Linked DNA regions of Mus musculus: regions 1, 2, 3, 5, 6 and 7 are each linked to region 4. A link is a contact called in public promoter capture Hi-C data. All regions are on one chromosome and are shown on one strand. Each heading gives the region's core, a stretch centred on a gene start, on an enhancer-like site or on the middle of the called end of the contact. The rest is flanking DNA. Distances are from core to core; before and after follow the strand shown. Region 1 holds the start of B230398E01Rik (a long non-coding RNA gene). Region 2 holds the start of Notch2 (notch 2). Region 3 holds the start of Rfx5 (regulatory factor X, 5 (influences HLA class II expression)). Region 4 holds the start of Polr3c (polymerase (RNA) III (DNA directed) polypeptide C). Region 5 holds the start of Cers2 (ceramide synthase 2). Region 6 holds the start of Psmd4 (proteasome (prosome, macropain) 26S subunit, non-ATPase, 4). Region 7 holds the start of Arnt (aryl hydrocarbon receptor nuclear translocator).

What was found. Promoter capture Hi-C pulls out the DNA fragments that hold promoters and counts their contacts. Capture Hi-C pulls out chosen DNA fragments and counts their contacts.
Region 1: a contact with region 4 is called in a promoter capture Hi-C map of adipose tissue, with 5 times the contacts expected there. The contact joins the promoter of B230398E01Rik here to the promoter of Polr3c in region 4. A contact is called at or near these places in 3 of 39 promoter capture datasets (liver, neutrophils and pre-B cells) and 2 of 9 other capture datasets (adipose tissue and liver).
Region 2: a promoter capture Hi-C map of cranial neural crest shows a contact between it and region 4. The contact joins the promoter of Notch2 here to the promoter of Polr3c in region 4. A contact is called at or near these places in 1 of 39 promoter capture datasets (cranial neural crest), 1 of 115 datasets of contacts at active chromatin or transcription factors (bone marrow-derived dendritic cells) and 1 of 9 other capture datasets (adipose tissue).
Region 3: a promoter capture Hi-C map of adipose tissue shows a contact between it and region 4, with 2.7 times the contacts expected there. The contact joins the promoter of Rfx5 here to the promoter of Polr3c in region 4. A contact is called at or near these places in 4 of 39 promoter capture datasets (the C10 cell line, liver and pre-B cells), 2 of 115 datasets of contacts at active chromatin or transcription factors (bone marrow-derived dendritic cells and double positive thymocytes) and 2 of 9 other capture datasets (adipose tissue and liver).
Region 5: a promoter capture Hi-C map of liver shows a contact between it and region 4, with 2.5 times the contacts expected there. The contact joins the promoter of Cers2 here to the promoter of Polr3c in region 4. A contact is called at or near these places in 3 of 39 promoter capture datasets (liver, neutrophils and pre-B cells) and 1 of 9 other capture datasets (pancreatic islet).
Region 6: a promoter capture Hi-C map of liver shows a contact between it and region 4, with 8 times the contacts expected there. The contact joins the promoter of Psmd4 here to the promoter of Polr3c in region 4. A contact is called at or near these places in 4 of 39 promoter capture datasets (erythroid cells, liver and neutrophils), 1 of 115 datasets of contacts at active chromatin or transcription factors (bone marrow-derived dendritic cells) and 1 of 9 other capture datasets (liver).
Region 7: a promoter capture Hi-C map of liver shows a contact between it and region 4, with 4 times the contacts expected there. The contact joins the promoter of Arnt here to the promoter of Polr3c in region 4. A contact is called at or near these places in 1 of 39 promoter capture datasets (liver) and 1 of 9 other capture datasets (liver).

The regions. Positions count from the first base shown.
Region 1 is chr3:94,987,066-94,990,358 of GRCm38.p6, forward strand. B230398E01Rik (a long non-coding RNA gene) reads right to left here and starts at 1,392. Exons shown (of 4, transcript XR_003954666.1): 1 at 1-1,392. All of the region lies in intron 2 of Pi4kb (phosphatidylinositol 4-kinase beta), which reads left to right.
Region 2 is chr3:98,011,974-98,015,229 of GRCm38.p6, forward strand. It overlaps Notch2 (notch 2), which reads left to right and starts at 1,565. Exons shown (of 34, transcript NM_010928.2): 1 at 1,565-1,798. The coding sequence starts at 1,726.
Region 3 is chr3:94,952,173-94,955,556 of GRCm38.p6, forward strand. Rfx5 (regulatory factor X, 5 (influences HLA class II expression)) reads left to right here and starts at 1,936. Exons shown (of 10, transcript NM_017395.3): 1 at 1,936-2,079; 2 at 2,843-2,974; 3 at 3,180-3,213. The coding sequence starts at 2,862.
Region 4 is chr3:96,725,340-96,728,841 of GRCm38.p6, forward strand. Polr3c (polymerase (RNA) III (DNA directed) polypeptide C) reads right to left here and starts at 2,100. Exons shown (of 15, transcript NM_028925.1): 1 at 2,010-2,100; 2 at 495-660. The coding sequence starts at 641. Rnf115 (ring finger protein 115) reads left to right here and starts at 2,272. Exons shown (of 9, transcript NM_026406.3): 1 at 2,272-2,571. The coding sequence starts at 2,470.
Region 5 is chr3:95,313,563-95,316,727 of GRCm38.p6, forward strand. It overlaps Cers2 (ceramide synthase 2), which reads left to right and starts at 1,628. Exons shown (of 11, transcript NM_029789.2): 1 at 1,628-1,783. Anxa9 (annexin A9) reads right to left here and starts at 1,618. Exons shown (of 14, transcript NM_001379545.1): 1 at 1,241-1,618. LOC115489748 reads right to left here and starts at 2,234. Exons shown (of 2, transcript XM_030252979.1): 1 at 2,195-2,234; 2 at 1,182-2,002. The coding sequence starts at 2,234. The coding sequence ends at 1,200.
Region 6 is chr3:95,040,685-95,044,030 of GRCm38.p6, forward strand. It overlaps Psmd4 (proteasome (prosome, macropain) 26S subunit, non-ATPase, 4), which reads right to left and starts at 1,930. Exons shown (of 10, transcript NM_008951.2): 1 at 1,824-1,930. The coding sequence starts at 1,849.
Region 7 is chr3:95,432,756-95,436,163 of GRCm38.p6, forward strand. It overlaps Arnt (aryl hydrocarbon receptor nuclear translocator), which reads left to right and starts at 1,635. Exons shown (of 22, transcript NM_001037737.2): 1 at 1,635-1,806. The coding sequence starts at 1,782.

The sequences.
Region 1 (3,293 bases), core at 142-2,641, 1.7 Mb before region 4:
TCCCTGTACAGTGTGCAAAAGGATGGAGGATAAAATACTGTTCTTGGACTAGGAACTGATAAAGTTTAACAAAGCTCTAGCTCCAATATAAGGATCTAGTTAGTGTATATCTTGATTAAAAAGTTTACGGAAGCATTAAGTATGCACGTGCCTTACTAAAATGAACTACACATTTTTCTAAAGCCCAGGCAAGACATTGTATAGGAGAATTCCTGGGTGTGCCCTGACACTGGCTCCCAGTCTTGGTTGTCCTTGCGGGTTCTGGTTAATCCCGTGTTCCTCCCACTATGGAGGAGCTCCAGAAGAGTGAAATGGGGGCTCCGGGAGAGAAGAGGCCCAGGGCTACTTTCTTCCTGGAGTCTCCATACAAAACTCTTCTTCATTGGCCAGATCTCACAGAAGTTTCCATGTTCTTATGAGGATTCCTTTATGTTCCCTACAGACTCACATACACCCCCCCCAAAAAAGCAGTTCTTAGCCTCAATTTTCCTTCCTATTTGTAGCCAAATGATAAATATTTTGCCATAGAGTTGGCAAGGTGGCACAAGAATCAGAGAGTGATTTAGGAACCAACCCTTAATCACACCCTCCCCTACATAATGACACTTCAAAGAGATTAGCTTTGTCTTTTCAGGACTGTAACCTTTGTACAGAGGCATCTGCTGCATGTCACACTGGAAGCCTTTCCAGCCTGATAAGGGTGTGATGTCAGCTCCTGGCTTCAGCTTCACTCCCTGAAGCTGACTCAGTACAAGTGACTCAGGCCCAGGGAGTAGGAGGAGAACAGATCATGAGACCCTACTGTCTGCCATGGACATTAATGAGCCCACTGGGGCCTGTCTGGGAGAGGATCAGCTAGGCCAATTTTCTGCCTTTTTTCTTCTGCAACTAGCATAAGTATAGAAGTTGGACCAGCAGATTATAACAGATTCTGACATCTTCACTGCCTCTTTCCTTCCCACTTCTACCCAAAGTAGAAGAGTTGTAGCCTTAGCAGGGTGTTTCCAAGTGTGACTACACCCTGCAAATGATCTTCTGCCTAAATTCTTGAGGAAAACCCAAATGTAGTGCCTCTATCAAGAACTTCAGTCATAGAATTGAATTAAGCAGAGGCTTGAAATGCTAGCTATAGAACAGAGTGCAATGGCCACTGCCTTCTTGCTCTAGGAATTCTCAAGACTTTCCTTTAGTCCAGACCCCCCTCTCTTGCTCCTGTTCCTGCTGCCTGCCCAGGTAGGATATAGTGTATAGAATCCAGGATGGATGGCCCAGTCCATGAGTGCTATTCCACGATTACTGAAGGAGCTGTCCCTCACTTTGTTCCCAGATACCAGCTAGCACAGGGGAGGGATGTTGTTTATTTTGTAATTTTTTATTTGTTTTCTAAGAAAGACTCAGTATGTAGCCTGGGCTAGCCTTGAGCTCTTGATCCGCCTGCCTCAGCCTTGTAAGTACTGAGGTTACAAGCATGTGTTACTGCCCTCAGCTGAGGTGATATTTAGATTATTGGGATCTAAACTTTGGGCTGGAATCAAGATTGCCACCGCCCTTCTAATTAGCTTTCTCAGGTGGATTTAGTTAGGATCTAATTGTCCAACATACATCAAAAAATACAATATATTTAGTGTCATGTGCAGTAGCCTGATAGTAAGCCTAAGAAGGTTTGGAAGAGATAAGACTGCATTTTTTGAGCATCCAGCCCACAGCTTTCAGGTTCATGGGTTTGGGATGCCCTTTGTCACACAGGTTCAAGGTTGGGATTAGGCTTCCTAGGGTGATCGCAGGGCTGACTGAGAGGAGTTTAGCTCTTCCTGAGATTACCAAGAAGCTACAAGAACATCGACTTTGTACCACAAGGGTCTTGCAGTTTTTGGTTGTCCCCTTGAGGACAGGGTTGGTTGAAGGCATGTGAGTGAGTGGTATGAAAGAAGTGAGCCTCTAGGATTTTGATCTAAAAGGAAGATTTGTTCAGGTAAGAACAGGAGATAAAACAGAAAACAGAAGGTGCCTTGGCCTTCAGCTTTTGATCTCAAGGTCTGAGCTGGCCTTCCAACATCCCACAGATGTCTAGACTCTGGGCAACTGGCAGTTTCAGGCTGACTGTCTTTCACTAAAGCAGATATAGCTGCACAAGAGAAGCAGTTATGAACCAAGTTGGAGCTAAATTCTTTGCCTTTGTCTCTTTCCCTCCCCCCAACCCCACCCTTTCTTCCCCTTGCCCTCTGGCCCTTTCCCAGGAGCTCTCCTCCAGCACCGAGAGTATTGATAATTCATTCAGTTCCGTAAGTGGGGCCAGGCTGGGACTGGGTGGCAGGCTCCACACGTGGCCGCATTTCCTCTCCGTCCCATGTCTTCTAAGACCAATGAAGACCCCTTTGACTCCCAGAGATTCGTATCTCCCTGCCAGGCTTTCAGACCTGGCGGCATTCCCTCTGAGCTTTAGTGCCCTGACAGGCTCAGCTGATCCTTTGCTCACAGACGGCAGCTGGAATGTTGTGCTGCTTAGTCCTAGCCCCTCGGTCTCTGGAGCAAACAGCTGGGAGAGGTAGAATTTACTCCTGGATTAGAGCCAAGGACTGCTTGGCAGAAACCTCCAGTATCCCATTTCTCCCACCAAGAACCCTTTCCTTATGGCTTCTGCCATCAGCCCATCAAATATTTATTCAGTTTTCTAAATGTTAGACCCTGTGCTGGCTGAGCCAACTCCAAAAACAAACAGGAATTGGCCTGAGGGAAAGTTTTACCTTCCCACAACTGGTTTTCCTTTTTTAACTTCCTTTCTTTCAGGTTTGAGTTCTTCCCATTCCCCAGTTCACTGCCCAGGATATCCCTTAATCCCTGTTCTCTCTCCTTATTCTCTCTGGACTAACCCATGACCCTCCAGTCCTGTTACAGGGTCTTGGACCTTGTTCCTGGGCAAAGACGTGAGAGGAAATGCTGGACCCTCTGGGAGTTTGGATGATATATATATATATAAATTTAACTTTTATTCCTTGTCTACCCACTCTGTTTTCTAGTTCCTGTGCTGATCCTCTTTTAATCATGATCCCTTCTCCTCCCGTGTGGCAGAGCCTCTCTTTTGGAGGCCTGGGGTCATATCCAGTATGGTTTGGTAACAGGGGACTACAACAGAAAGGCTAATTTGAGAATGGAAAAGAATTCTGCCTTTTCTACATGAGATGACTATGAATTGGTTGGGGTGGAGGGCCCTTGGAACAGTGACCCTTTGCCACCTGAGTGGATGGATTCTGGGATCAAGATAAAGGCATGAGTCTTTAGCTCTCTATCCCACC
Region 2 (3,256 bases), core at 315-2,814, 1.3 Mb after region 4:
CCCAAGGTAATGTATATGTGTATGTGGTATATTATTATTTGTGTTTGGTATAAGGTATATGTGTGTGACATATGCTGTATGTGTGTGATATATGGTATATATGTATGATATATGCTGTATATGTGTATGTATATATTCATGTGTGTGGAGGTCAGAGGACATCAGATATCCTGTTCTATTACTCTCTAACTTATTCCCTGGTTGGGGGGGGGGGGATCTCTTACTGAACCTGGAACTGGGCTACCTGCTAATTAGCCCCAGAGATTCATTTAACTCTACTCCCTACAGCTGTTTGAGGCATGTGCATAGTCAAACCTGGCTTTCACTGTGAGTGTTGGAGATTTGAACTCAGGTCCCCGTGCTTGCACAGCAAGCACTCTTTCCCGCTGATCCATTTCCTCAGACTCTATAGTGCTTATTAAACTGCAGTTTTAATGTTCACACCCATTTGCACTTGCTGAACGGTATTCTGCATTCTAGGTCACCATCTACTAATTGATAGGCACTAGTGATGAAGGCCATGATCCTGGGCCATAAAGACTTCCCCGTGTAGTCAAGACAGAAATACAAACAGTCCTGTGTTACTTATGCAATTCCTCGTAGTTGCCAATTTCGTTCTACAAATGCATTTATTCCTAAGACAGATCACACCCTCCACTCTCCCACTTTGGAAATTGTTAGTGTAATAGCTTTATCTTTTAAAAACTATGCACACAAACGTCCATACAATGTTCAGTGTTGTTTGGAAACATTTATATGTAAATGGCATTCTTAGAGTCTCGCTCTGCGATTCGTGTTTTCATCATCATTTTGGTTTTACGGCTGACGTATATGAAGATGGTATTTTCAATTGTATTGCACTTATAATTATGCATTATTCATCTAGTCCCTAAGGGTGGGGCATTTAGGTTACTCTTCACTCGCAGCTATTAATAGGTTATAAAGAGTATTCCTGGTTCTTCTTTCTATTTTCTACACCTTTGACTAGAGTTTCAAGCTCCTGCTGTCTCTTGAAAGCCTCCCCTAAATTCTTCTAGACCCTAGAGCGGACGATTCCAGTGTCCCAAGCACCTTGCTACACGAAGTTCACTAAAAGAACCAAGGATGGGTGGGTGGATGGACGGATGAATGAACGAAATGCCCAGAGCATCTTAAGGAATGTCCTCTTAAGAGTACTTTGGCGCCTTTGCCCTCTGCCTTCCGTTGACAGTCTCGTTTTTGCTCTCCCTCATTCCTCTAACCAGCCAAGAAGTGTGTGGGTGGGTGTGTGGGGCATGAGGTCTGCCTCTCTCTACAAGTTCAGGACCCGGGTAAACCCTAGTGTTTGATGTTGGGCGCTTCAGCCGCCCCCCTTTCCGAGCTCATGGGCGGGCTCGGCGGTCGAGCGGGCGGAGTACGGGGTGCTGCTCACTCAGATCCCTCCGCGCGCAGAGGACCGGCGCTTCTTTCTGCGGGAAACCCCTGGGCGCGCGGCGGCGACGGGGGCGGAGCCTCGCGGTGGGAGGAGGCCGAGGCGGAAGGACACGCGGGCCGCCCAGCCGCGCGGCGCAGCCAGAAACTTTCAGCCAAACTTCGGGCGGCGGCCTGGCTGCGCGGAGTGCAGGGGCGGCGCAGCGGGAGCTCCAGGACTCAGCGAGCCGCGGGGGCAGGGTAGAGCACGCGAGAGCCGGGCTCCTGGTCGGGACCCGCTCCCCATGCGGATCTGCTCTGGCTGCGGCCCCGAAGATGCCCGCTCTGCGTCCCGCCGCGCTGCGGGCGCTGCTGTGGCTCTGGCTGTGCGGCGCGGGCCCCGCGCACGGTGAGTACCGGGCGCCCGGGAGACCATCCCTCTCTGTCTCTGCGCTACGGGGACTGCGTCTTCCAAACTGCCTCGTCCGGGCCTCGAGTCTTGGCAACGCGTAGCGTCCCGGGTTCCGCGTTAGCGGGGTCTCGGGCGAGCAGCTCGCGGGCCGAGGTGCGAGTGTGGTCGGGAGGGCGGCGGGGGCTTGCGGCGTTCCCAGCTTTTGACACCCGGATCGGTCGGTTTGTCCGGAGGAGGAGTTGGGCGTGGGGCTTAGGTCTTGGATAGGTGGAGGCAGCAGTGGGGGAACTGGTGTGGCAGCGTGCTGAGCCACATGATTGAAAATCTCAACTGCTGTTATTCTTTCCGAGGCGCGGAGCTCTGCTGCGGTTCCAGTGTGCGTCCAGCCCCAGGAATGTGGTGTGACGATCCCCAACTCCTCCAACCTGGCAGCAGCTTGCTGCTCTTTTGGCACCGTTGGGGGTGGGGCAGGGGCAGGCGAGGAAAAGTGGAGACGTTGCTTGATCCGAAGTGCTTGCTTAGAAAGGCTTGTTATGGTGGGATATTCCGTGCCCCCTCGCTAACTTGGTGGGAGCCAGGAAAGGAAATCGGATCATATTTTACCCACTCCACCCACATCTTTAGATTTTACATTTCTTTGGAATGTTGTATGGAAAGAACTTCGGCTTTGGAGTCCAGCTCTGTAATCCTGGATTCAAATCTTCTGTATTAACTCACCAATAAAATGGGGATGAAATTACCCAGCTAATAGGATTAATTAAAAGAATGTATATTAAACCCGTAGCACTTAAAAGATGTTCAGAAAAGTTGTTTCAGGGCAGGAGCAGCGGTTTGGTCTGTGCTTCCAATGGGGCTATGTCTTGTACTGGTTTGAAGTCTGTGCTTCCAGTGGGGCTATGTCTTGTACTGGTTCGAAGTCTGTGCTTCCAGTGGGGCTATGTCTTGTACTGGTTTGAAGTCTGTGCTTCCAGTGGGGCTATGTCTTGTACTGGTTTGAAGTCTGTGCTTCCAGTGGGGCTATGTCTTGTACTGGTTTGTTGAACTGGTAGGGTCCCCCTTTACTCAAGAACAATTAACTTTTACCAGAAAAACTCTAGTACATTTCCTCAGAGAAGGGATGAGTTTCAGAAAAGTATGGTCTTTGTTCATTGTAACAGGCAGCTGACATGCCAATCGCAGATGCTTTGAGGAAGACTCGATTATTTATCACCTGCAAACAGTGCTGGGCTGTCCAGCATCAACCAGATACTTTCTGGAAAATTAGAATGTCATACATTGCTGGGTCTGTAGGTTTTCAGAAGTGGACCAGGATTGAATTCAGGATTGAATGGTTCCCGAAAGTTTTCCTCAAAACTCAACGATGGCATTCTTGCCTTGCCCCTTTTCTTTGAGTGAAGCTGTTAGCCCTCAGTGTAGACTTAGTGTAAAGAGCTGTATGATTAGTGTGGTTTTTTT
Region 3 (3,384 bases), core at 686-3,185, 1.8 Mb before region 4:
CTACCCAACTTTGGGTCCCTTCCTTATACAGCCCAGGCCTGCCAACCTAGAGGTCCTGTGCCTCGTTCTGCGTGGTCAGGAGGCTGCCTCAGGTCTTGGTTGGGTACCCTCAAGCAGCACAGTATTAGCAAAGTGTGACTTTTAGCACAGGAAATGACTTCAACTCAGAGAGCAACCTTGAGCAGATTATCTCTAGGAAAAGACTGACTGGAGGGGGTCTGTCCAATGGCATCTTTCTTTACAGATTCCTTTAAAGAGAACTTGTTTGAACTCATTACCTCTTCCAAAGGAAAGATTCATGTCCACTTCTCACGGTAGGGGAAATGGGGGTCTCAGTCCGGGTGTGGGGACAGACCACGAGCACCTCCATCTTCCCCCCTCCTTTACAGAAGCACACCAGTCAGAACTGGAAATATGACTTGGGTGTCACATCTCTGCTGTGACAAGACTGTTGACCCGGGGACCACGAACACTTGAGAGAGGTACAAAAGCTTGCCCGTGCATTTTTCATCACGATTTCAACAAATCTTAACAAAGAGGGTTAAGCACCTGAAGGGAAAAGTTATCACAGTACTAAATTCTTTTTTCCTCTACTTGACCAAAATTCCAGTGTTCACCACCAAGCAGGGAACTCCAGGAGTGTGCCCCCTAGGAAGGAGATGAAGTACACCCAGGAAACGGAAACATGAATAGGCAAAGGTGGGCAAGGAGAAAATACAGAGGAGGACTAGAGGCTCAACAGACAGGCTTTATTCTAGAGCATACCTGCAGAGGGGGTGGGGCCAAGTGTCTAAAGTGGAAGGACCATACCATTTCCTTTTGTGTCAGCAGTTGCTATGGGTAGCGAGACAGACAGGGTCAGGCAACCAATAAACATCTCCTGTGGTTTACCCAGGTAGGAGGGGTAGGGTGAGGAGAAATCTGGAAAATGAGTTGGCATTAGCTTTGGCTTAACTAGAACGGAGGCACTTTATAAAATGGCGATACCACGGCTAACAACAGAGAAAAAAACATTTTCTCTTAATGTGGTACAGCTGCTAAGGATTTGCAGATTCTTTGTGGAATGAGGGGAAGCCTGCAATCCTAGAGGCTGTTGGCCACAGGGATGGGTAAGCAAAGAGGGAAGGACGAATGGTTCAACTTGTGTTATTTTATTTTATTAAAGTTACAGGACTTTATAACGAATTTCCATCAGTAGACATCATTTTCTAGCAAAAATTTAAAAATATCACCTACTGATTATTTCGGACAGCTCTGACAACCAAAGGCAACAATCAAACATGGTAGCTATCTGTGGCCATTCCATTTTGTAAAGCTCCCCAATTTTGTTTAAACAGAGTTCCTGAAACCTAAGAAATTTGGTTCTCACAACCAAAGTAACTTGCTTTTATAGATTCGTGCTTTCCACGTCCTTATCGACGCCCCAGTAATAGAGTTGTTTGGCTTTTTTTTAATCAAACCTTCTTACATTTTTAACTCATCTTATTCCCCAGCTACAACTAGCCAATCACTTTCCTACCCTGTAACTCCTGTCTGTGGTTCTTGGATCCTAGACGGCATCTACGTAAATCTTCCCAAGTAAAGCCCGCGGTCGATCCCTTATCCTCTTCTCGCTGATTTTACAACGCACAGGATCAGAAAGCAAAAGACCAGATGCTCCAGAAGCAGCCAAGCGCCCGGGCTTTCATCCTGCGGTCCCTTTAAGAACAGAACCCTTTCCGGGCCCGCAGACCTAACCGACCCCAGTTTTAACCGAAACCAACCTGGACTTCCCCCTCTTGACTCAAATAAGACTAACTTTGGATTTTCCCTCCCCTCTCGACCAATCATATTCTGTTACCAGGCAGACTTTCACTGCCTTCGTCTTGGAGGCAGCAACGGCCAATCACAGAGCAGGCCGTGCGTGTATCCAGGCAGATCGCGGCTGGCATAACCATTCAGAAAAAGGAAAAATAAAAGCAACGCACGAGCCCGCCGGCTGGGCACCGTGGGGCTGGGCAGGAGCTGAGGTAGCCACAGGGTAGTTTCTCTTTCTCTCTCACCTATCTAATGTCCGTGCTGGAAGGCGACGGTTCCGAGGTAGGAGGGGCAACAGCACTCCGGAGCTAGCAGGACCAGCTCCTTGCCCCTGCGCACGTGCCCGAATCTGGGACCCTGTTCCCCGCAGGGTTTCCTGCGCCCAGCCCCCTGAGTTCGGAGACCTAGCCCAGCACCTGGGGTTGGGGTGGAGGGGCCCGAGGGGAGTGGGGACGCTTCGGAGTGGGATGTCGTGGGATGACGTAGGGTCCGCGCCGCGGCGAGGGGGGCAGCGGGGGAAGCCGTGGCGAGACTCAGTAATGAGAACTTGGGCCCAGTTTTTTTCAAACCTGGAAAGGCCGAGTATGTTTGTATCCCTTCCGACCTTCCAGGCAAAATCAATGGCGAGGAGTCTATTAGAGGATCGGAGAACTTTGACTTGTCGTTATAGGTGTTGAGGGGGGGCGGCTGGAGGGGCTTGGGGGGGGGGGGGCTGGAGGTGTTGCAGCACTGGGAGAAATTGTAAGATTTCTTTTAACGTGGACTTCTCCACCCCTATCCCTTCCCATAACAGTTTTCCAGATTTGGGAGACTTCAAAAGGTGGGACATATAGAATGGAGATGTCAGAGATCTCTTTGGGTATACAAGGGCCTGATAAAGTAACAGAATAATTCTAATTTTAGAGAAGGCAAGTGGTGTGGAAAACCACTGGAGGAAGCTTTGCTTCTGTTTGTATTTCTGGGTAGAGACAGGAGGACTGCCTTGGGGTCTCTAGGAGAAAGGAAGCTTGGTAGTAGTTAAATCCTCAGCGATCTCCTCTCTCAGCTGTAGCCCTCATGCTGGGATGGCAGAAGATAAACCTGATGCTAAGAGCCCCAAGACTGGGGCAAGGCCCCAAGGTGGTGCTGACGCTGGAGAACCTACCACCCTCCTCCAAAGGCTCCGAGGTACCATTTCGTAAGTAATTGTCTCTGTCTCCAAACCCTGTTCCAGACCCAGCTGTAGATCCTTGTTGCCCTGCACTCCTTCCTCAGGCAAGTGTTTCAGAGCAGGCAGGCTGAGGTCTGTGGTCCGTAGCTGTTTGGTCCTTTTTCTGTCTCTAGCAGTCAGACAAAGGGATGGGGAAACCTTGTGACCTCCAGCTTTCTCTTCTTCTCCACAGCAAGGCCGTGCAGAACAAAGTAGAGGGAATTCTGGTAAGCATGCTGGGAAGGGACAATACAGGTGCCATCGCTGAAGGGTAAGGGTGATGTTGATGTGAGAGAATAAAGGTTCATGGGGGAGAGGCGGTGCTGTCCACGTGTGAGGATCATACTTTATCCTTCTGTGACCTATGTAGGAGATGAAATCAGACCCAGCCCCTTGCC
Region 4 (3,502 bases), core at 850-3,349:
CCTGGAACTCACTCTGTAGACCAGGCTGGCCTCGAACTCGGAAATCCACCTGCCTCTGCCTCCCGAGTGCTGGGATTAAAGGCGTGCGCCACCACGCCCGGCTCTATTTTTGTATTTTTAAAGAAACCAAAATCCTCAAACTGTCACTACAATGTAGTCACTCTACCAACTGAGCTACATTCTGGGCCAGGATGGGCAGCCCAGCTTACTTTGTTCTATCACTGTATTCCTTAAAGGCCATACCCCACCAGTAGACTTACTGTGAATAAATGAGTGTGGCATGGGAACAGCCAAGATGAGCTAGGAACACCACAAGCGGCAGTACACGGGGCCTAAGTACAATACCACACCCCACCCCACCCACTGTGGTACTGACCACAGGGCAGACGGTCTCTGTTCATACTTTCTAGGGGAAGGAGTTCTCCTGTCCAAAGGTACTTGAAGGAAATGATTGAAGAAGTTGAAGAGGAACAGACTCTCTTATCTAAACATACCTGGTCCAGGGATGCTTTTGTGTCGTGGGCAATTACTCTAAGTGGCTGGCTTCCAGTTCTGACTAGGTGGACTCCAATTTTTTCTACAATCTCACCAAAATGCTCTTGCAGCAACAAAGAACACAGTTTAATCTCTGCTTGAGTCATCGTTCTTAGAGCCTCAGAACTAGGAAAGAACAACAATATAAATTCACATATTTTTTTTCTAGAGGGCAACTTGACAATATAAATCAAACCCTCTATATATTAAGGCATATATTTGCCTTAATATTTATAAGTTGAGATCCTTTGTTCCAAGGATGTAGTAAAAACCATGCCATGAGTTCTCTTCACAATACTGGCATTGACATAAATAATCTAGCATCTATCAATAAATTATAGTATAACCTTAAGAGAGTATACTATGCCAACATTTAAAATGACTTCATACAATATAACTACCATAAAATATTCCTAATGTGTTGTCATTTAGTAATTGCAATGGTCAGATATGATGGTGTACACTGCCTGTAATTCTTGCACACAGGAGACCAAAGTCAAAGAATCAATAGTTCCAGGTCAACCTGGGCACAAAGTGAGTTCAAAGCCAGCCTGTGTTATACAGCAAGACTCTGGTGGGTAATACACCCACCACCCACCAAAACAAAGAACTAGAAAACTAGACATCAAATTTGTTTTCTAAAGCCAGGTATGGTGGTGCAAGCCTACAATTTCAGCACTTAGGAGGTGGAAGTATGAGGGTCAGGAGCTCATGGTTACATATTGAGTTCAAAACCAGGTTGGCTACATGAGATCCTATTAAAATTAAAAAAAAAAAAAAAAAAAAGGCAAGCCATCCTCCCCTATATATGCCATTTATTTTAATGGGAATATATGTGGTTTGTGGTTCCAATAATCTTTAAAGACTGGATTCATCTCGGTATGGTGGCTAACATCTGTATTTCCAGCACTAAAGCTAGAAGACTGTCATAAACTGAAGGCCAGCCTGGGCTACATAATAAATACCAAGCAAATCTGGTCCAGAGTGAGACCTTTAAAAGCAAAGGGGGAGGGAAAGTGCGAATAACTTTCTGTCACAGATACAAAGACCTAAGGCTCATGACCCAGTGGGGTACAACTTATTCCCAAGCCATAAACCACGACTTAGATAGATAAAGTAAAAAAAGAGCTTCTTAGGGTATTTCAATTAGGAGATGAAGTTATGTTCCATTGAGAACCATATTAAATTTTTACATCATGAGACACAAGCAGGAATGGGTGTAGTTGATTTTGAAATTACCTCCCTATCACAAGCTCCAACTCTCTCGAACCTAAATTTTTGTCCCTCTTGCCACAGTGTCGCAGAGAAGACTATTTCACTTAGCCACACACACGTCTTTGGAGAAACATCCTTAGACCAGTTGCCATCCTTGAATGCATTTCCTGGCTCCTCTCCCTTCATGCAAGTTTCTGTTCCGGACTTTGTTTCTTGGCCCTGAGTCAGGGCCTCCTCATTCCGGCAGCGTTTTCACTAACCTCAGGGTCGGGGCTAATTTAGAAGCTCCAAATGTTGTCCTCCCGAGGCCAGCAGCCTCAGCTCATGAGCTTCCCATCGCCCCTTCTTAGAAGTAGAGCACCATCCAGGCGGACGCGGAAGGGTCAGAGCACGGGCCGCTCTAGCCGACAGTGTCGGTGGTTTCCGGGGACGCTCTTTCTCTCCTCTCGTTGGGAGGCTGGAGGACCGGCCAGGGGCTGTCTGAGGTGCCGGCGGGCGGGCTCTCCTCTGCCTTTGGTGCCGGGAGGCGGGCCTCGGGTCGCGTGGCCGCTGGCGGGCGGGCCTCTCGGGGCCGGGCGGACTCACGTGACCCTTGCGGGCCTCGGAGCGGCGGGCCGCCCAGAGGAGGCGGCGACGGCGGTGGCGACCGCAGCACGGGAGGTAGCGGCCTGGGGAGGGACCGCCGGCCGCCCTTTCGGACATCCTCGGCGGAGGCGAAACATGGCGGAGGCCTCGGCGGCGGGGGCGGACGCGGGCTCCGCTGTCGCCGCACACCGTTTCTTCTGCCACTTTTGTAAGGGCGAGGTCAATCCCAAACTACCGGTAAGAGCCCCGTGTGTCCCGCGCTCCGGCGCCGCGTAGGTCCTTGGCTCCTAGGGCTGGAAACCGGGTCTTAGGCTGCCCGCACACCCGTGATTCCCTTGACACCGGTGTTCTCGGTACCTGCTGCCCGCTGTCTCCGGGCACTGGTCGCAAACCCTGGGCATCAGGGCCAGGGTCCTGCCTATCCCTCATTTCCGCGGCGTCTCCAATCAGCCCCTCATTTCGCTTCCGCTCTTTAATACCACCCCCATCTTTTTTTGTCTCCTCGGTGAATTCTCGGGCAAATCTGCGTCCAATTTGCTCTCAGTCCCCTTCCTTGTCTTTTCGCGATGACCTATCCCCTGTACTCTTTCCGTTTTTGCGGCTCACCTACTCTTTATTTTTCTTCCCACTTCTCAACCAGATCCTCCCCCCTTCTGCATCCTCAGTGAGCCGAAATAGCATATTGCTGAGGACTTCTTAGTAGGTTTTGTTGAAGTACAGAAAGAGGAGGTTTGGAAGGTAACAGGGAAGAGGGAGATTTTGTTCTTCAGTGGTTTTTGGGTTCTTGTGAAAGTGAAAATAGCAGTGTACCAATGACTTGCAGACTGCGCTCCCTGTTGCTATCGAAGGAAATGGCTTTGGGAAGAAGGTAGGACGTACTGTCTCAACTTATTTTGGATATCACGTTGCCAGTGTCTTTAGCTCCACTTTCCTAGCCCACCCCCTCCATTTTTTTTTTTTTTCTGCCCAGGAAAACAAAAAAAGAACAGAATGTTGGGACTGCTTTCTCTGATATAAAATTGGCTCTGCCAGGCTGTCAGCCAATAGAGAGGTAGGGCTATGCTTTAAGAAAAGGTTTCTGCAGCATGCTAGCCAGTGCCAGCGCCCCCAATTATAATAAGCCTTTTTCTTGTTCGGTGGCGACATTTCTTAAAACGAGTGGCTATGT
Region 5 (3,165 bases), core at 378-2,877, 1.4 Mb before region 4:
CAGACAGGCTGGAAATCATCCACTGCCTCTCTAACTCCCCAAACAGACAAGATCGAGAGCCAAACTCTCACACTAGAGTAGTGAGGTTACATCTCTTCCTAAGATCACAGGCAAAGCCCTGGTGCTAGAAGGCAGGCATACATTGTGAGGCAAGCCTCTGGCACAGGCTTAATGATGACAGACAAACGGCGGGGCTGGAGAGATGGCTCGGCGGTTAAGAGCACAGGCTGCTCCTTCAGAGGACCTGGGTTCATAACAAAGGCGGGAGAGACAGCTCAGCTGTCATGTTCTTACTTACAGAGGACCCGTTTGATTCTCAGCACCCACATAGCTGCTTACAACCTTATATAACTCCAGTTCCAGGGAATCTGATATCCTCCACTGACCTTGTTGGCCACCAGACATTCGTGGAACACATGCATACATTCAGGCAAAACACTCACACACATAAATTTAAAAAGAAAAAACAAAACTATTTTATGAAGGTTTAAAAAAAAACATAGTCTCCCAAATGCTGGGACTGTGCTTGGGCATGAGATGTGAAATTGCACCAGGCAGGGTTTTGGTTTTGTTTTGTTTTGTATTTTTTTTGGTTTTTCGAGACAGGGTTTCTCTGTGTAGCCCTGGCTGTCCTGGAACTCACTCTGTAGACCAGGCTGGCCTTGAACTCAGAAATCCGCCTGCCTTTTCCTCCCAAGTGCTGGGATTAAAGGAGTGCGCCACCACTTCCCAGGGGATAGTTTTTAAAGCATTTTTTACATGGAAGAAGCTAAGCTTAACTCTCCCGGTTAAGGGTCACTTGACAACTTAGTCAAGTTCTGTCCATAATGGGAGTATGGGAGATGGGAGTTAAGGCTGCTGGGCGCTTTCTCTCTCTCTCTCCCCCCCATCCGTCCCCTTATTTATTAATTTATATGAGTACAATGTGGCTGTCTTCAGACGCACCAGAAGAGTGCATGGGATCCCAGATAGTTGTGAGTGACCATGTGGTTGCTAGGAATTTAACTCAGTATCTCTAGAACAGCAGTCGGTGTTCTTAACCGCTGAGCCATGTCTCCAACCTGCTGCTCTCTTCTTGAGGCATAGATTTTATGGGACTATTTAAGGGAAAACAGGTTCTAATACGAAACTGATCACGGCTAACCATAGTGTAGCCTGGAGTACATTTTACAAAAGGTTTGAGTAGCTCTGTTAGGACTCTAAACAGCAGGGCTGGGGGAGGGGGCATTGTGGATCTCACCGTAGGGAGCATCGGGATCTGTGCAGGGTTTTCTCCGCGTGCACCCTTCCTCTGATGCCCAGTGAAGCCGGACGATGGGATTGTAGCATTCAACCCGGGGGTAAATCATGGGCTGAGGTCGCCGACCACACCAGGGCCGCGGGGTTGGGCAGAGGCAGCCAGCTCTGAACTGCTCTGGGCTCAAGCACCAGGGGGTCCCTGACCAATGTCCGGGTGGGCCGCAACCGCGCCACTCAGAGACCCAGGCGCCCTGCGGGGCACGTGCCACCCGCCCCGTCGGGGCTCCTCCGCTCCATAGGCGCAGCGCAGGGTTCCGGGCACCGGGCCCCGCCCGGCCGCGGCCCACACCCAACTCAGCTCCGCTACTGGGCTCGGCCTGGGCTCGCCGGGGCTCGGCGGGCAAAGGAGGAAGGAGGGAGGGAGCCGCGGGCAGCGGAAGGGGGAGGAGAGGACCCGGCCCAGTCAGTGCGCACCGGCCGGGCGCTAGAAGTGGGAAACGGAGTAGCGGCGCCCGGGCCGGAGCAGCTCTGCACCGGACGCCGAGTAAGTCTGTGCGCGGGTCCGCGAGGGTGGCGGGGCAGTGACGGGCGCGGGGGCTCAGGGTGCAGCTCGGAGGGAGCGGGGCCTCCACCGGCTCATGGCGGCCGGCCTGCCGGAGGGCGGGCCGAGCGCTGCTGGAGCGGGCGATCCGGGCCCGGCTGGGGCCTCGGACCAGAGAAGGCCTGCGGGGCAACAGGTAGGGGGACTGGGGCCGGGCGCTCGCTCAGGATCCATGGTACAGACGCCCCTTTGTTAGGAGTGGAGCAGTAGCGGACCTTCGGTGCTAGAAGCCCCTGCGGGCCCGCGTGCGTCCTGGGGCCTGAGTGTGGAGGCCGAGGAGGAACGGTGGCGGCCCCTGCTGTTGCTGCTGTTGCTGCTACTGCTACCGCCGCCGCTGCCGCCTCTGTTTCTGACCCCCTTGTGCCCATCCCAAGAGGGAGGTCAGAGTGTCCATGTGCCTAACGGGAAACAGGAAGGAGTACACTCTTTAGTGTCTGTCCCGGCCCCAAAGGGCTCACATTCCTATACCGTTATGGGGCGTGTTTGGCCAGCTCTGGGTTGTAACTTGCTAATTACAGGCCCAGAGGCCCTCAAGTTAGTTGGCTACCTGCAGGTGGGTGGCATTTCTTTTTAGCCTGAGCTTGGGAATTCCTGTGCCTAAGCTGCACTCCTGGCATCCAAACCAGATCTCACTTATCCGAGTTTCCAGCCTCAGCTGTCAGGGTGTTCTAAGCGCTGTGAGGTCTGGAGTGAGCCGGTCTTCCCCAGAACTGAGTTAGGGAAGGCCTCCCCCAGAAATTACTTCTGTTTGTGTGAGAGCTGGGGTAGGGGGTCACTTCCCATCCCAGAGCTAAGGTGACTGTCTTGCATTTGTGATGGGGCCCCTAAGGTCAAATATTCCGTTCCTTAGGTCTTGTTTCTGGCCACATAGTGCCTAATTTCTAAGGGGTGTGGTGTGGTGTGCTGTGTGTGTGAACTAGTTCTGGTGCCTCTATTCTCACTGGAGCCTCTGACTAGGTTTCTCTCTGTCGCTGGCCACAGGGAGACTGACATTGTACAGTTCCTTTCAACACTACCCCATTTGCCGCTGCTACTTCAACCTACTGGCCTCTCCCTGTCTCTGGAAGGCATATTCTTATATAGTGTTTGGGGTTGGAGCAGGGAAGTTTGTGAAACATCCCAGAGAAGCCTGAGGCCACGGTTGTCACAGCCTCACCCCTTAGCTTTACCAGAATCTGCCCTGTATTTTTGGGCTCATACTTTAGCCCGAAGCAGTTGACTTCTATTGCTCTTCAATATCTAGAAAGAAGTTCTTTTTTTTTTTTTTTTTTAAATGGTTGTTGATTTTGTTTTTTTTTTTTTTTAGATTTATTTATTTCATTATA
Region 6 (3,346 bases), core at 680-3,179, 1.7 Mb before region 4:
TTTAACATACTCTATCCCAGAAGTGAAAGCAAACTTAGAAAACAAAAATAGGGCTGGTGAGATGGCTCAGTGGGTAAGAGCACCCGACTGCTCTTCCGAAGGTCCAGAGTTCAAATCCCAGCAACCACATGGTGGCTCACAACCATCCGTAACAAGATCTGACTCCCTCTTCTGGTGTGTCTGAAGACAGCTACAGTGTATTTACATATAATAAATAAATAAATCTAAAAAAAAAAAAAAAAATTAAAAAAAAAAAAAACAAAAATATAGGACTTAAAAGTTAAATTTTAATTTCAGATGAATAATGAGTAACTTTCGAGATTTATATTTATTGTTTTTAGGTGTGTGTGCGGGCACCTACAGAGATCAAAGGCACTGATCTTCTGGTCCTGTCAAGAAGGCAGCAGCGAGGGGCGTGGTGGCGCACACCTTTAATCCCAGCGCTCGGGAGGCAGAGGCAGGCGGATTTCTGAGTTCGAGGCCAGCCTGGTCTACAAAGTGAGCTCCAGGACAGCCAGGGCTACACAGAGAAACCCTGTCTCGAAAAACCAAAAAAAAAAAAAAAAAAAAAGAAGGCAGCAGCAAACAACATGGGTGCTTGGAACCAAACTCTGTGCTCTTACCCACCCAACCATCTCACCACCCTCAACAAGTAACTATTTTGTTGTTGTTTTTGTTTTATTTTACCACCTTTTGAGACAGGGCTTCTCTGCATGTCCTAGAACTTGCTCTATAGACCAGGCTGGCCTCAACCCCTAAGAGATCCACCTGCCTCTGCTGCCCAAGTGCTGGGATTAAAGGTGTGTGCCACTACTGCCCGGCCCCAACAAGTAACTTGTAAGAGCAATATTTGGGTTGGACTTAAAATTCCCTTTCATACTAAAAAATCACTCATGATTTGCTTGAAATTCAAATTTAACTGGGCATTCTGGTAGTCTTATTTTGAGACAGAACCTTGCTAGGTAGTCCTGATCATGAAAACTCCCTGTCTCATCCTCCAAGTGCAGGAAACCAAGCTTAAGCCATCCTGCATTTAGGTGGCAGTGCTAGCCAATCTCCAAATGAAAACATGGGCCTAGTGACTCAAGTTTTTAATCCTACATACTCATTCCAAGTTCAAGGCCAACCTGTGCATCTTCTCAAATAGCGACTTCAAAGCCAGTCTGAGCTACAGTGTCAAAGCTCCATCTAAAACAATAATGATGACAAATAATAAATGCAATCCAGGTGTGTGATGAGGCTCATTGGTAGAGCACGTTCCCAGCGTTCACAATGCTCTGGATTCAATTCCCAGAAAACACAAAACAAAGTCCTCTTGTAGCCCTGAAAAAAAATATGTTCTCAGCTTTCTATTTATTTTCTTGTCCTCAGTTTCTAATCTAACTCTTAATAGGTACTCATCCCAAGTATAAACCTGATAAAACCTAGTTCATCCTGCTTATCACGGCCTCTTAATTTGCTGTGTGACTACAGCGGATCCCCTAAAGTCCTTCCGACTCATTATGAGACAAGGACTATTTTCCAAGAATGCGGTTGTGAGGTTTACATGCGATAAAGTACAGAGAAAAGAAAAACTTGGAGGCGAGTGGAGGGGGCAGTTGGCCTCTGCTTTATGGGAGACCTGAAATTCAGGGAAGGGAACAGGAGTTCCCGGGCCTGCGTTCCTGGGCCGGGATGACTCAGGGAGTCGTCTGCCAGAGTCCCGCGGGCCCCGAAGCCACATCTCGCCCGGCGACCCAGTCCCCAGCCCAGGCCCTCGGGTTTCGGCGCCACGCGCACCAACAACCCAGACGCGCCCCCCAGCCACGTCCGAAGCTCCTCACCAAACCATAGTGCTCTCCAACACCATCTTGCCTCCTTCCCTCTGCGGACCGGCTCCGGGACTGACAAACAACAGCACCTCCGATTGGCCTGGTGCTCATCACCAATCAAAGAACTCAGTCTTCATGCTGCCCCGCCTCCGCGCCCCGCGGTGTGTTCTGGGACTTGTAGGCGCCACAGAAATGGAAAGGTTGGTTATCCAATAGAGTTGGCTACCTTCGCAGCAGCTTCCGGAACAGCTGTAAGCTCTCTGCACTCGCCTGGCAGCAACACTCCAGTGTGAGGCAGGAGAGCTGTAATTTACCCCCTCTTCTGCTCTCTTTCTTTTGTATATTTGGGTTTTTGATTTGTTTTTGTTGTTACGGTTTGAAAAAGGATGACAGCAATTCGCTGTGGAGCTCAGGCTAATAAACTCTATTGCTTCACCTCCCAGTGCTGTTTACAAGGGGCACACTCATGCTAAGATCTGAACTGCAATTTCCAGGCCAACGTGGGCAACATAGCTACTACGTAGTGACACTGCCTCGAACACATAACAGACACTCATGAGTGCATACACTACTGTGGATATGTCAGTCCAAGCATAATCACTTAAAAAGTGTGTCAGCATCGTTAACCACATTTTAACTTCCTGTTTCCCATTGCACTGTGTTTATGCAACTGCTACAAACACTTGTATCCTCAAATTCGATTTACCTATCTACTGCCTACCAAAAAAAAAAAAAAAAAAAATCTATGCAATTCCTAACTCCAGTATTGAGTCTGACAGGATGAAGGAATCCAGAAAAGTTTTGACCAATTAAAAAAAAAAAAACAAACCAAAAAAAATTTTTAAGCGTTTGTGTGTGTATTCAGGCCCTGCAGAGGCTGGAAGAGAATATCAAATCCGGAACTGGAGTTCCAGGCAGCTGTGAGCTGCCTGTCTTGAGTTCTGGGAACCGAACTCTGGTCCTCTAGGAAGAGCAGTAAGCGCTCTCTCATAAGCACTGAGTCATTTCCCCAGCCCGCAGTAAACACCATGTAATCACCCAAGGAACGAAGGATAGCCAGCAAGTTATTTTGGTTTGTTAATTAACCTTTAACACCAACCCTTGGGAAGCAGAGGCAGGCATCTGTGGGTTTTAGACCAGCCTGATCTATATAATGAGTTCCAGGGCAGCCAGGGTTATACACAATAAGACCTTTTCTGGGGGTCAAAGAAAAGAAGACCTGTTGGCACTTGCCTGCGATCCCACCTATATAATGGAATGATTACAAATTCATGGTCATCTTGGAAATTTAGTGAGAGAATTCTCAAAAATAAAAAGGGAGAAGGGCTTAAAAGATGTCTCATAGTTAAGAGTCCATCCTGTTTTAGTAGAGGAGTAGCATTCTGTTCCCACCATCCATATGGGGTGGCTAACAGCTGCTTACAATTCCAGCCCCAGGGGACTTGATGACTCCTTCCGGCCTCTGTGGTTATTCAAGTAAACACACACACACACACACACACACACACACACACACACACACCTACACACACCTA
Region 7 (3,408 bases), core at 385-2,884, 1.3 Mb before region 4:
TGTAGCTGTGTAGTGGAGTCGTCTTTATGGCTAATTAAAAAAATTTTTTTTGGTGAATCAGACTGACAACAAGCCAAAGAGTAGTGCCATATGCTTATAGTTCTAACATTGGAAGGAGAGGGTGAATTCAAGACCATTTTCATCCTCATAGTGAATTTGGGGTCAGTCTAGGCTACATGAGACCTTGTTTCAAAGAACAAAATTACCCTCCTCCCCCCAGTCCACATATACATGGTGATGAATATAATAGACTTTGGGTGTTAGTTTCATTCACTTTGCTTCTCACTACTGGATTAATTTGCAAGGTGGCCTTTGTTTCATGTCTTTGGTTTTTGTTTGTTTTTGAGATAGTGTCTTTCTATATATAGCTCCTGCTGTCTTAGAACTCACTATGTAGACCAGGCTGGCATTGAACTCAGAGAAATTGGCCAGTCTCTGCCTCCTGAGTACTAGGATTAAAGGCATGCATCACTATGCCTGGATCTGTTTGTAGTTCTTTTTTTTTTTTAAATATATATTTTTAAGATTTATTTATTTATTTTATGTATATGAGTACACTGTAGCTGTACAGATGGCTGTGAGCCTTCATGTGGTTATTGGGTATTGACTTTAGGACCTCTGCTTGCTCCAATCAACCTCGCCCACTCCAGTTGGTCGGCTCACTCAGTTCCTGCTTTCTCTGGCCCAAAGATTTATTTATTATTCTAAATAAGTACACTGTAATTGTCTTCAAACACACCAGACGAGGGCGTTAGATCTCATTAGGGGTGGTTGTGGGCCACCATGTGGTTGCTGGGATTTGAACGCAGGACCTCTGAAAGAGCAGTCAGTGCTCTTACCCGCTGAGCCATCTCTCCAGCCCCTGCTTGTAGTTCTTGATTTGTAAAATTATAGAATTTATCTCACAGTGTTTTGAGTCGACATTGTCTGTTCTGAATTGCTCAGTTCTTATAATTAGACATTACGTCTGTGTGTTTACTACCTTGTCATTTTAAAAAAACTTGTGACATAGGACACCTCACTTTTGGAGGGCAGAGAAAGGGACTAGTTTCATTTTGTAGTACAGACTGGTCTTTGCATTCTGAGTTCTGGAATACTTGTTTAATAAAAATTCTTTGTTCGTTGTCTCCATTTCAAATGTTGGCATCTTTGGTACCACGTAATCACCCAGCTTTTTCCTACCAGCTTCAGAGCCAACTCTTAAGAATTAGTTATCGGACTTTTACTAGTGACAAAAGTTCATAAAGAAAAAACAACCTAGAATGGATTAGTGATCCCTGTGTTAGAACCTATAAAGAGGGTTTGCATAACAAATCGTCTGTAGGAAGCATATGCTGATGAGCCCACTAAGAAAGAAAACATTTTAGTAAAATGCTCGTTTTCTTTGCATTTCACTGACGTCAATTTGGTTATGAATCTCTGACGCCGAGAAGGCCGGATTAGGGAAACAGCTGGTTGGCTTCCTAGCTCAGGCTTCCTAGCACTCCTCGGGTCACCGGACTCACTGGCCGAGTCACTAGCCCGGCCTCTATGGCGACTTACTGTTTCTATTGGCCAGTTCTCCCAGGGAGGCTGTCTGGAGACTGACCGCGCCCATAGTTTGGGGCGTGTCTTCTGCCCAGGATGGGGAGGGGGGTGGGCGTCCGCCATCTTGGATTCCGCGGTAGCGGTGGCGGCGGTAAGGTGCCTAATCTGCGGAGTGGCTCTTCCCTCCCCTCCCCCAGCTCGGTGGCGGCTGCCCCTCCCACCGAGGGTGGCGCAGGGACGGTGCCATCTCGACCATGGCGGCGACTACAGCTAACCCAGGTGAGGCGGCAGAAAGGACTGACAAGTGCGGAGAGCCAGAGCAGAGCAGCAGGGCCGTGGCGTTCGGGTGTTGGGGGAGGGGTGTCGAGGAGGCGCCCTGCCCGGAGGACCTGGGGAACGGGTGACGGGTGTTTGGGGGCTCCGTGCCCCAACTTCTGGAGTAGTGGTGGCGCTTGGCCAGCGTCTCCACTCTGCCTGCGGTGTTAGGGAGTGTTGTGGTCTTTTAACCCTCTGCCAGCTGATGTTCCCCTGATGCCTAGTAAGTAACTGGGCAAACTGACTTGGTGTAACTGCGAGCGTAAACTGGGCTATAGACGGGGCCACGTTGACGTTTTGCAAAGTCTTGCTTGATTCTACACTTGGTTTACATTTAAATGGAAAACTTAGTTCTTTGAGAATCTGCTCAGATTCTTGTAACTCCTATACTTTGAAATTTAGGGTTTTAGCGTAGTTATTAGTGTCTTGCTGCTGAAGGCAGAGGTTTGGGTAATGGTAATAGTTCAGGACAGGTCTTTAGTCCAGAACCCAGGTTTAAATCTTGTTAGGTCGAGGTGGAGCAACTCCTGTTCTTTCAGAAAAATGTCCCGCGCCATTTGTCTGTGGACGTCCTCTTGCTTGTTTGTCTGTCTGTCTCTGTCTCTCGTTCATCTTATTTTGAGTCTTGTCTCATTCCAGCCCCCGGTTGACTTTGGATCACTGCAGTCTCCCTCTCAGTCCTTTCTACTGTATTCAGTTACATCTTAGGAAGTATTTCATTTTAGTTGGGCTAATTTACCTTGTTATTTTCCAACAAAGTAAATCCATCATTTCCCAGAAGTCTGTATCATCGAAGAGTTTGGAGGGAGGGTTGTGTAATATTGGTCTCTGCTATTTCACATTGAACTTTTAAATTTTATCTTGTTAATGTACTATATTACAGTAACAGGGTACACACACGTATGTATATACATACACACAATAGCTGAAACACTGGGAAATGTATTGTTTTCCCATTATTTTTGGAAACAGCCTTTTTTTTTAAGAGAGAGAGAGAGAGAGAGAGAGAGAGAGTCCTAGAACTTATATGTAGCCCAGGTTGGCTTCAAATTCATGTGTCAATATCAACTTTAAAAAAAATATTTTTAAGCTTTAGAAATTATGTATATGATAATGTCTACTTGTGAGTGCAGGAATGGGAGGAGTCCAGAATAGGGTGTTGGATCCCCTGCAGCAAGAGTTTCAGGCAGTTGAAAGCCCCGTGATGTGGATGCTAGGAACTGACATTAGGTCCTAGAAGAGTAACACATACTCACAACTACTGAACCTTCCTTTCAGCCCCTGAATATCAGTTTTTTAAATCCTAAATTATTATTTTTTTTACATGAAGATGAAGTAAATTGTCAGGAAACTATTGGAATATTTGATGAATTATAGAATAAAACTATACAACTGAAAAATGTTAGAGAAAATCAGACCTTGTAGCAAAATAGCCCATGTCTGATTAGAGTAAACAAGATTTCAAACTGATCCCATGTTGCAAAATCCTTATATAACTCTTCAGACTGCAAAGTGTCTCTCTTGTTAAGGCCGTAGAGACACGTTAGTAAGTCAGAAGCTTTTCTA